Linked DNA regions of Hordeum vulgare: region 2 is linked to region 1. A link is a contact called in public Hi-C data. All regions are on one chromosome and are shown on one strand. Each heading gives the region's core, a stretch centred on a gene start, on an enhancer-like site or on the middle of the called end of the contact. The rest is flanking DNA. Distances are from core to core; before and after follow the strand shown. Region 1 overlaps LOC123403152 (nuclear pore complex protein NUP205). Region 2 holds the start of LOC123403114 (DEAD-box ATP-dependent RNA helicase 41).

Region 1 (4,255 bases), core at 1,338-3,837:
TTTCGGTCTGCCTCTTCTCACCCATACGGTTGTCTACCACAAGATACTTGCAAGACTTGCAAATGGGACAATAGTCCAAGTGGGCATATTGCTTCCTAAATAAGGCACATCCTTTCTCACAGGCATGTATCTTCTCATAGGCCATCTTAAGTACATGAAGTATTTTGTCCGGCTAGTACAGGTTTGCAGGCATGACATGGCCTTTGCGTAGAAAGCGTCTAAATAGTGTGATCATCACGTTGTAGCATTCTCTTCCCAAATTGAACTGAGCCTTCAGAGCCATAATTTGTGCAATGACATCGAGCTGACAAAGCTCAGTGTGCTCGTGGAGAGGACGTTTTGAATACTCCAACATTTCATAAAAGGCCTTTGTAGATTCCTCCATCTCATCGTCTGAATTCCGAGCATCATCAAAGTCTTGCACCATGTCTTCGATCTCAATACCATGCTCGTCGGTGCAACGACAAACCACCTCAGCTCTGGTGCGTTGTATAGACTCACCATGAAATGTCCACACCATATAATTAGGCTTAAAACCCCTCCTCTGGAGGTGTTTAATCATTTCAGCCTATATCCTCTGTTTATAGTTGTCGCACCTAGGACAGGGGCACCAGTTCGTTTCCTGGCCATTTGCAAATGCGGCTTTCACAAACTCCTTGGTTTTTAGCAACCATTCTTTGGTCATCTCTTTCTGATTAGGGTGACCGGTGTACATCCGCGCACAATCACTCATCTTGCCTATTCGAACACAGGGGCGGAGCTCGTCGAACACCAGACCCTCGCAGCGACGAAAACAACTGCACATTTAAATCCAAGGATGAGTAGCATATCATTATTGTTTTTATCGTCAACCTAACTAAATATTTTACAACGGGACGCCACCGCCAAGTTCTAAAAAAACAACTCGCACTGCTCGTTTCGTCCACACGGAGGCACCCTTACCCGAAATATATGTCATTCAAGGTTCCATCGACGTCGAGGCACCCCTAACCTATATAGATATCATTTAGGGTTCCATCGAGTCGTGTCGGCCATCGTGTCGGGGTGTCAGGGTGTCGGTTTATTCTTCCTCCTCTTCTTTTTTTCCTCTTCTTCTTTCTCTTCTTCCTTCCTTTTCTTCTTCTTCTTCTTCTTCTTCTCTTCTTCTTCTTCTTCTTCTTCTTCTCTTCTTCTTCTTCTTCTTCTTCTTCTTCTCCTCCTCCTTCTCCTTCTTCTTTTCCTTTTTCCTCTTCTTCTTCTTCTTATTCTTATTCTTCTTCTCCTCCTCCTCCTCCTCCTCCTCCTTCTCCTTCTTCTCCTTCTTCTTCTTCTTCTTTCCTTCTCCTCTTCTTCTTTTCTTCTTCTCTTCTTCTTTTCTTCTTCTTCTTCCTTCTTTTTATTTTTCCTCTTTCTTCTCCTCTTCTTCTCCTCCTCCTCCTCTTCTTCTTCTTCCCCTCCTCCTTCTAAACTAAACTAAACTACCAACTAAATTAAACTACGTACCACTAAACTAAACTAAACTAAAAAAAGAAAACAACAAAAAAAGGATCAAAAAAGGACCAACTAAACTAAAGTACCAACTAATAAATTAAACTAATCAACTAAACTACAGCAAACTAAACTAAACTAATCAACTAAACTACAACAAAAAAGGAAAAAAAGCTGACCTTGGGGGTAGTGGGCGGCCAGGGACAGTGGGGGGCAAGGCGGGGGGTGTCGGGCGTGGCAGGGGCGCGGGGCGGCGGCAGGGGCGCGAGGCGGCGGCAGGGGCGCCGGCACGGGGAAGGAGGGGTCGCCGGTTGCGGGGTGGGGGAGCGGCGCAGGGAGGAGGCCCGGCGAGGGATGGTCGGGTGCGGGGTGAGGGCCGGCGCATGGAGGAGTGGGTGGTCGGGGCGGGGTGGGGGCGGCGCGGCTTCGGTGGTGCGGCGGCGGCGCTCGGGGTGGGCAGGGGCGCGAGAGAGAGAGAGAGAGAGTGGGAGAGAGTGGGGCGTGTGGGGTGGGCGCGCTGACCGTTATGGGGTCATCCCCTTTGCCGTCTGTAGGCGGACGACAAAGGGCGGGTGGGTTTAGGGTTGGCTCGGGCCGTTAGGGGGTGGGGCCTTGATCCTTTGTCGTCTGCTGACGGACGACAAAGTGGGAGGGGGACCTACCTGGGCCCTTTGTTGTTTGTCTGGGCCTTCTCTGCCGTCCGTTGGCATATGGCAAAGTGTAGGTTGATGGCAAATAGATACTTTGCCAACAACCATGCCTTTGCCGTCTGTTATGTGGCAGCTGACGGCAAAGAGGCCCTTTGCCATCAGCCAACAGACGACAAAGAATTGGCTTATGGCAAATTCCATGATTCCAGTAGTGGATATCTGTTGTAGCACAGGGCATGGCCGGTTCTGCCATATCATCCTCTACGTCGTCGTTGTACGTAGCACCCTCAATGGCTGGTTTCAACTCGTGGTGGTGCCCATCGTATCACCCCAATGGCCATTTCCAGCTCGCCACCAACATGATTGTAACATCATCTTATCTATGTTTATCGCCACCGCCCAACACGTTCATAGCTTGCCACCATCACAATCACTGCTCGAATCAATCCTTTGCCACTAGTTGTGACATCAACACCACGCTCACACAACCCTCTCACATGTCACATCATCACCTCAGGCATCCACCCATCTACCGCTGATAAGCCAAAGTGGGAGAGTGGAGTTTCGGCGTGGCTTGTCGGCATCGCCCAACACTGGTATAGCTTGCCACCATCACTGTTACTTCTTGTATCAATCCTTGTCGCAATCCTTGCCGCTAGTTGCAACTTCAACACCATGCACGCACAACCCTCTCCCACATCACACCATCACCTCAAACATCCACCTTTCCACCCGTAACAAGCCAAAGTGGGAGTAGAGTTGTTTTTTTTTTAATGAAGACACCTAAAGGGCATCTTAGATCCACAATGGATAGACAATTGAACGTAGAGCGATCAATACAAAATAAAATTACATTAAAAAAGCATATTAGTCTTCTTCTTCCTCTGAATGTATGTCACCCGCCAAAGCTTAAAAAATGCATTGAACCCACAACAAATAAAAGCACCACCTGCAAACACCCTTCCCATACAAGCCTTTAAAGACCCCAATGGCCACTCGCCCTAGAGACAAGATCTAAAAATCTTTGAAGCTTTATCGGCTGGAGCATCAACCCCAACAGAACAGGCTTGCAATCCACCACCATCAGTTCAAAGGGTTAGAGAAATCAGGTTAAGCCACAAAACAACACAGAAAAAGATGTCGAAGTGGGCACACCAAATGCCAGCCAAAAGCTCTCCTTAAAAGACACAAACTGTCAAGATTTGATGTGGCAGTTCTGAAGGAAACTAACCGATCTGGGAACACCAAGTCTCACCATCAACGCCGGATCAAACGTTGTCAATGTAGGAAGAGACCGGAGTGACCTTATTCCAAAATGCCATCATCACCACCATCTCATCGATGTCACTAGAGAAAACAAAAACCTAAGAAAAAAATACAAGATGGACAGGTCCCCACTCCTCTTGCCACCAACAAGGTCATCAGACGGTGAAGAGGGCGGCCGATGCAGAGGCAGGAGAAGTGGCAACGGTGGCTTAGGGTTAGGGGGCGGCTGCTGATTCATATTGAGCCATAGGCTTTTGATGTCTTAGGTGGGGGTAGAGTTGGGCATGGCTTGGAACGAGAGAGGGAGGATGAGATCGCCAAAGAAAACAAGCGGCAAGATCAAACCGAAGGACAGGCATGGGACCCACCACGCATGGAGTCAGCACAAGCGGCCTGAGCTCTTGACCGGTCGGCGATTCTAATAAATTCCCTTCATGTATAAATAGCCAAAACAAGGATAGTCCATCAGCTCTAACAAGAAATCTTCCAAATTCTGAATGTCGAGCCTAGATCTTAAGGATGGAGATCAATTTACAATTTGACTAAACTACTGAATTCCTCAATCAAAAACACATCAGAGCAGAAATTGGCATCTCACCAGAGCAATGACATTACGATGTGTCCAATAAGTCACCATATACAACAACACTGTTACACATCCTACAAATCATTTCAGTTGTATACTTGCTTCCCAGTATCCATCACATGGTCATGCTTCTTACCGTCATCTCTTTCAGAGTGCTAACAGATCTGTAGAACAACTTGAGATTACGTCCAACTTTGTCCTGCAAGTGCAGCCAAAGAAATTGTTCCATTTTCAGAGCACATCAAACCCAACAAAGCAAAGCATGAGAAAGAAGTACTTCCTCCGT
Region 2 (4,140 bases), core at 416-2,915, 520 kb before region 1:
TCCCATTTAACTGAGGTGGGAAATAGGTATCGTAAATAAGCTGCACACAAGAGAAGGAGAAAGAAAATTAGGGCACAGTTCTTTACGCTGGAGTTTTTCCAGAAACGGCTTAAGCTTAGCTACCCCACAGATTCAGTGATGGAAAAAAGACACTGACGGAAAAGGGTTTCCCCCCGCTTTGTATTACAAAGCAACCAGCCAAAACATCCAACGATAGGTGCAACACAGTCACGCCCAAAAGAAATGAAAAATAAATACAAAAGAAACAAATGCCGACATCGGCGGATCGACAAAAACGCAAAAGACTCGCGACCGCTGCGCCCACCAAGGATCTCCCACCAAGCTCCAGAACTCCAAAGCGCCGGTACCCATCAACACCTCCAAGAAGGAATGCGACGATGAAGACGCTGCTACCAAGGGTTTCCCCCGGTACGCGACGAGGCGCGAGGAAGGGTAGCCCCGACGCCCTCCAGGAAGGTTCAGCGACACCCAAAGGCGTCACCGCGTCAGTGTCGGCTGGGCTGACAGGGGTTTCCCCTGATCCCAACCTGCAACTCGGGCACTCCGGAGCCTGCCACCAAACCGACCTTCACCCAGCACCAACACGGTCTTGAAGCCCCCGTGCCGTCTCACCACGGCACCGTAAGGAGAGACCTGCACAGCGACGAAAAGGAGCCGGGACTAAGAGCAGAAGCACCGTCGGCACGCGGGAGGGCTCAACCTCCACCGTCAATGACGGTAGCCGACTGGACGAATAGCAGGAGCATACCAGGCCTGTGGGCCCATAGGCCCGGCCGGGACCCTCGCCCGTAAAGCTCCCACCATCGCGCTGCAACAGGCACACCGTCAGCGACGCCGCCCCCCGTCCAAGCTGCTCCTCCTCACCACCGCGCAGAGAAACTGCAGTCCGGTTCATTTCGGCTTATGTCCCCTCCGCGTACTTTATTTGTGAGTTCTCGGATGAAAAGTGTAATTCCAGATGCCCTTGGACTGTAGTTGTCTAATGTTTAACTTCTTTGTAATCTCTTGCTATGTTTATCGTAGATGTGAACAACAAAACACCTTACGGACACCATAATACTAAATATCAGAATAAAAATATGGTGTCATTGGTAGTTGAGAACAAGTCAAATGAAATAAAATAAAGGTCGTCAAGGCATTACAGGGTTATCTCCACAACAAATCCAGTCACAATAAAAACTAATCATCAAGGTACCACACCCACAGCAATAGCATCACATATTGTGCCGATATTACCATTGTTACGGGCAGTGGCGGGTCTAGGATTTTGAACAGGGTGGTCCACCGCTAAAGGAAACTGACAGCAAGTATGTCATGCCAACGGGGATTGGGCACGGACAACGAATATGCCATACACAGGGGCAATGTATTCTCGATAAATATAATTATAAAAAACAACAAACCCTAATGAGTAATGATGAAATTGTGGGATGGGGATTGGGCAGTGCGTACTGAAGACAACGGGCTGGGCGCTGGCTGCTGCACGCCTGCACACTGCCACCGGCCGCCGGGCAGGACTGCTGGCTGCTGTCGCCTGGCGAGTGCGGACTGAGCGGCTAAGCTAGCCTGCACGGAGGTGCCGCTGTTTGCCGGACGGGGCTGGGCAGGGCAGGGCAGGGCGGGGCCGACTGGCCGCAGGCGGCTCCTGGCCTTCTGGGCGTACGGCAACGGCGAGTGGCCGTCGAGGCAGGCGGCTGGCGGCTGGCGGCGAGCAATAACGGAGAGAGGGGGGAATCGCGTTTTTTTCTTTCTGATGATGATGATGAGGGGCAGCCGCAGCGGGCAGCGGGCTAATCAGGCCGTGCCGTGCTGAGAGTGGCGGCCCAGACACGGCCAAAGTCGGGTTGCGTGCCTGGCACGGCCCGGTTAGCCCGTGCCAGGCCTGGTCCGTGGTGTGTCTGGCCTGTGCGCTTCTGGACCAGCCCGAATATCCCGGTATAACACACGAAATCACTATTTAGCGAGTACACTTTTCAAGGATTACTCCTATTTTTTTATATTACGACAAGCGACGTATTACATGAGTGTCATTTATCGTAACCTGAAAGTTTTTTTTTCATAGATCCGTATTTTTAAAATGTTTTATCTCTTGAATTATTTTCGTCGTTGGGTTTATCACGTCGAGATCTTCAAAATAGATTCCATGTTGATAGGTTTTGACAAACTTATTTTTCATGAAAAAATCGGCATTTTTTTCTTTTCTGAAAGGCACGGCCGTGCCTCTCGCAGGAGCGAAATCGTGCCTCTAGCGGCAACAAAACCATGCCTCACACGAAAAAAGGAGAGAGAGCAGAAAACACATTTTTTCCCTTTCCGAGAGGCACGATGGTGTCTCTCGCGATAGCAAAATCGTGTCTCTCGCGTAAGCAAAACCGTGCCTCTTACGAAAAAAGAAAGAGGAGAGAAAACGCGTTTTTTCATTTCCAAGAGCACTGCCTCTCACGATAGAAAATCGTGCCTCTCGCGAAAAAAGAGGGCAGAAAACGCGTTTTTTTTCTTTTCGAGAGGCACGGTCATGCCTTTTGCGATAGCAAAACTGTGCCTCTCGCAGAAGCAAAAACCGTGTCTCTCATAAAAAAACAGAAAACGTGTTTCTTTCTTTCCAAGAGGCACGGCCGTGCCTCTCGTACGAGCGAAATCGTGCCTCTAGCGGAAGCAAAACCATGCCTCTCACTAAAAAAGGAGAGAGAGCAGAAAACATTTTTTTTCCTTTTCGAGAGGCACGATCGTGTCTCTCGCGATAGCAAAATCGTGTCTCTTGCATAAGCAAAACCGTGCCTCTCACGAAAAAAGAGAGAGGACAGAAAACGCGTTCTTTCATTTCCAAGAGCAGTGCCTCTCACGATAGAAAACCGTGCCTCTCGCGAAAAAAAGAGAGCAGAAAACGCGTTTTTTTCTTTTAGAGAGGCACGGTCATGCCTTTTGCGATAGCAAAACTGTGCCTCTCGCAGAAGCAAACCCGTGTCTCTCACGAAAAAAACAGAAAACGCGTTTCTTTCTTTCCAAGAGGCATGGCCGTGCCTCTTGCAGGAGCGAAATCGTGCCTCTAGCGGAAGCAAAATCATGTCTCTCACGAAAAAAAGGAGAGAGAGGAGAAAACACATTTTTTTCCTTTCCGAGAGGTACGGGTCTCTCGCGTAAGCAAAACCGTGCTTCTAAAGGAAAACGAGAGAGGACAGAAAACGCGTTTTTTCATTTCCAAGAGCAGTGCCTCTCACGATAGAAAACCGTGCCTCTCGCGAAAAAAAGAGAGCAGAAAACGCGTTTTTTTCTTTTTGAGAGGCACGGTCATGCCTTTTGTGATAGCAAAATTGTGCCTCTCGCAGAAGCAAAACCGTGTCTCTCACGAAAAAAAAACAGAAAACGCATTTCTTTCTTTCCAAGAGGCACGGCCGTGCCTCTCGCAGGAGCGAAATCGTGCCTCTAGCGAAAGCAAAACCATGCCTCTCACGAAAAAAGGAGAGAGAGCAGAAAACATTTTTTTTCCTTTCCGAGAGGCACGATCGTGTCTCTCGCGATAGCAAAATCGTGTCTCTCGCGTAAGCAAAACCGTGCCTCTCACGAAAAAAGAGAGAGGACAGAAAACGCGTTTTTTCATTTTCAAGAGCAGTGCCTCTCATGATAGAAAACCGTGCCTCTCGCGAAAAAAGAGAGCAGAAAACGCGTTTTCTTTTCTTTTCGAGAGGCACGGTCATGCCTTTTGCGATAGCAAAACTGTGCCTCTCGCAGAAGCAAAACCGTATCTCTCACGAAAAAAAAAACAGAAAATGCGTTTCTTTCTGTCCAAGAGGCACGACCGTGCCTCTCACAGGAACGAAATCGTGCCTCTAGCGGAAGCAAAACCATGCCTCTCACGGAAAAAGGAGAGAGAGCAGAAAACACATTTTTTTCCTTTCCGAGAGGCACGATCGTGTCTCTCGCGTAAGCAAAACCGTGCCTCTCACGGAAAAAGAGAGAGGACAGAAAACGCGTTTTTTCATTTTCAAGAGCAGTGCCTCTCGCGAAAAAAAGAGAGCAGAAAACGCGTTTTTTTCTTTTCGAGAGGCACGGTCATGCCTTTTGCGATAGCAAAACTGTGCCTCTCGCAGAAGCAAAATTGTGTCTCTCACGAAAAAACAG

The links. A called contact is a pair of places that touch in the nucleus more often than the background predicts.
Region 2: a Hi-C map of leaf shows a contact between it and region 1, with 5 times the contacts expected there. The contact joins the promoter of LOC123403114 here to the enhancer-like site in region 1. A contact is called at or near these places in 4 of 6 Hi-C or Micro-C datasets (leaf and seedling) and 1 of 1 datasets of contacts at active chromatin or transcription factors (embryo).

What each region holds. Positions count from the first base shown.
Region 1 is chr6H:187,329,168-187,333,422 of MorexV3_pseudomolecules_assembly, reverse strand. LOC123403152 (nuclear pore complex protein NUP205) reads right to left here. Exons shown (of 44, transcript XM_045097116.1): 44 at 3,800-4,168. The coding sequence ends at 4,085. Among protein-coding and RNA genes, the nearest start is that of LOC123403152, 28 kb to the right of the region's middle. Within about 2 kb of position 2,587, at least 2 of the 3 cell types and tissues checked have open chromatin away from gene starts, as enhancers often do. A contact at or near this core is called in leaf, where this site is marked.
Region 2 is chr6H:187,851,410-187,855,549 of MorexV3_pseudomolecules_assembly, reverse strand. LOC123403114 (DEAD-box ATP-dependent RNA helicase 41) reads right to left here and starts at 1,665. Exons shown (of 3, transcript XM_045097079.1): 1 at 1,474-1,665; 2 at 1-40. The coding sequence starts at 6.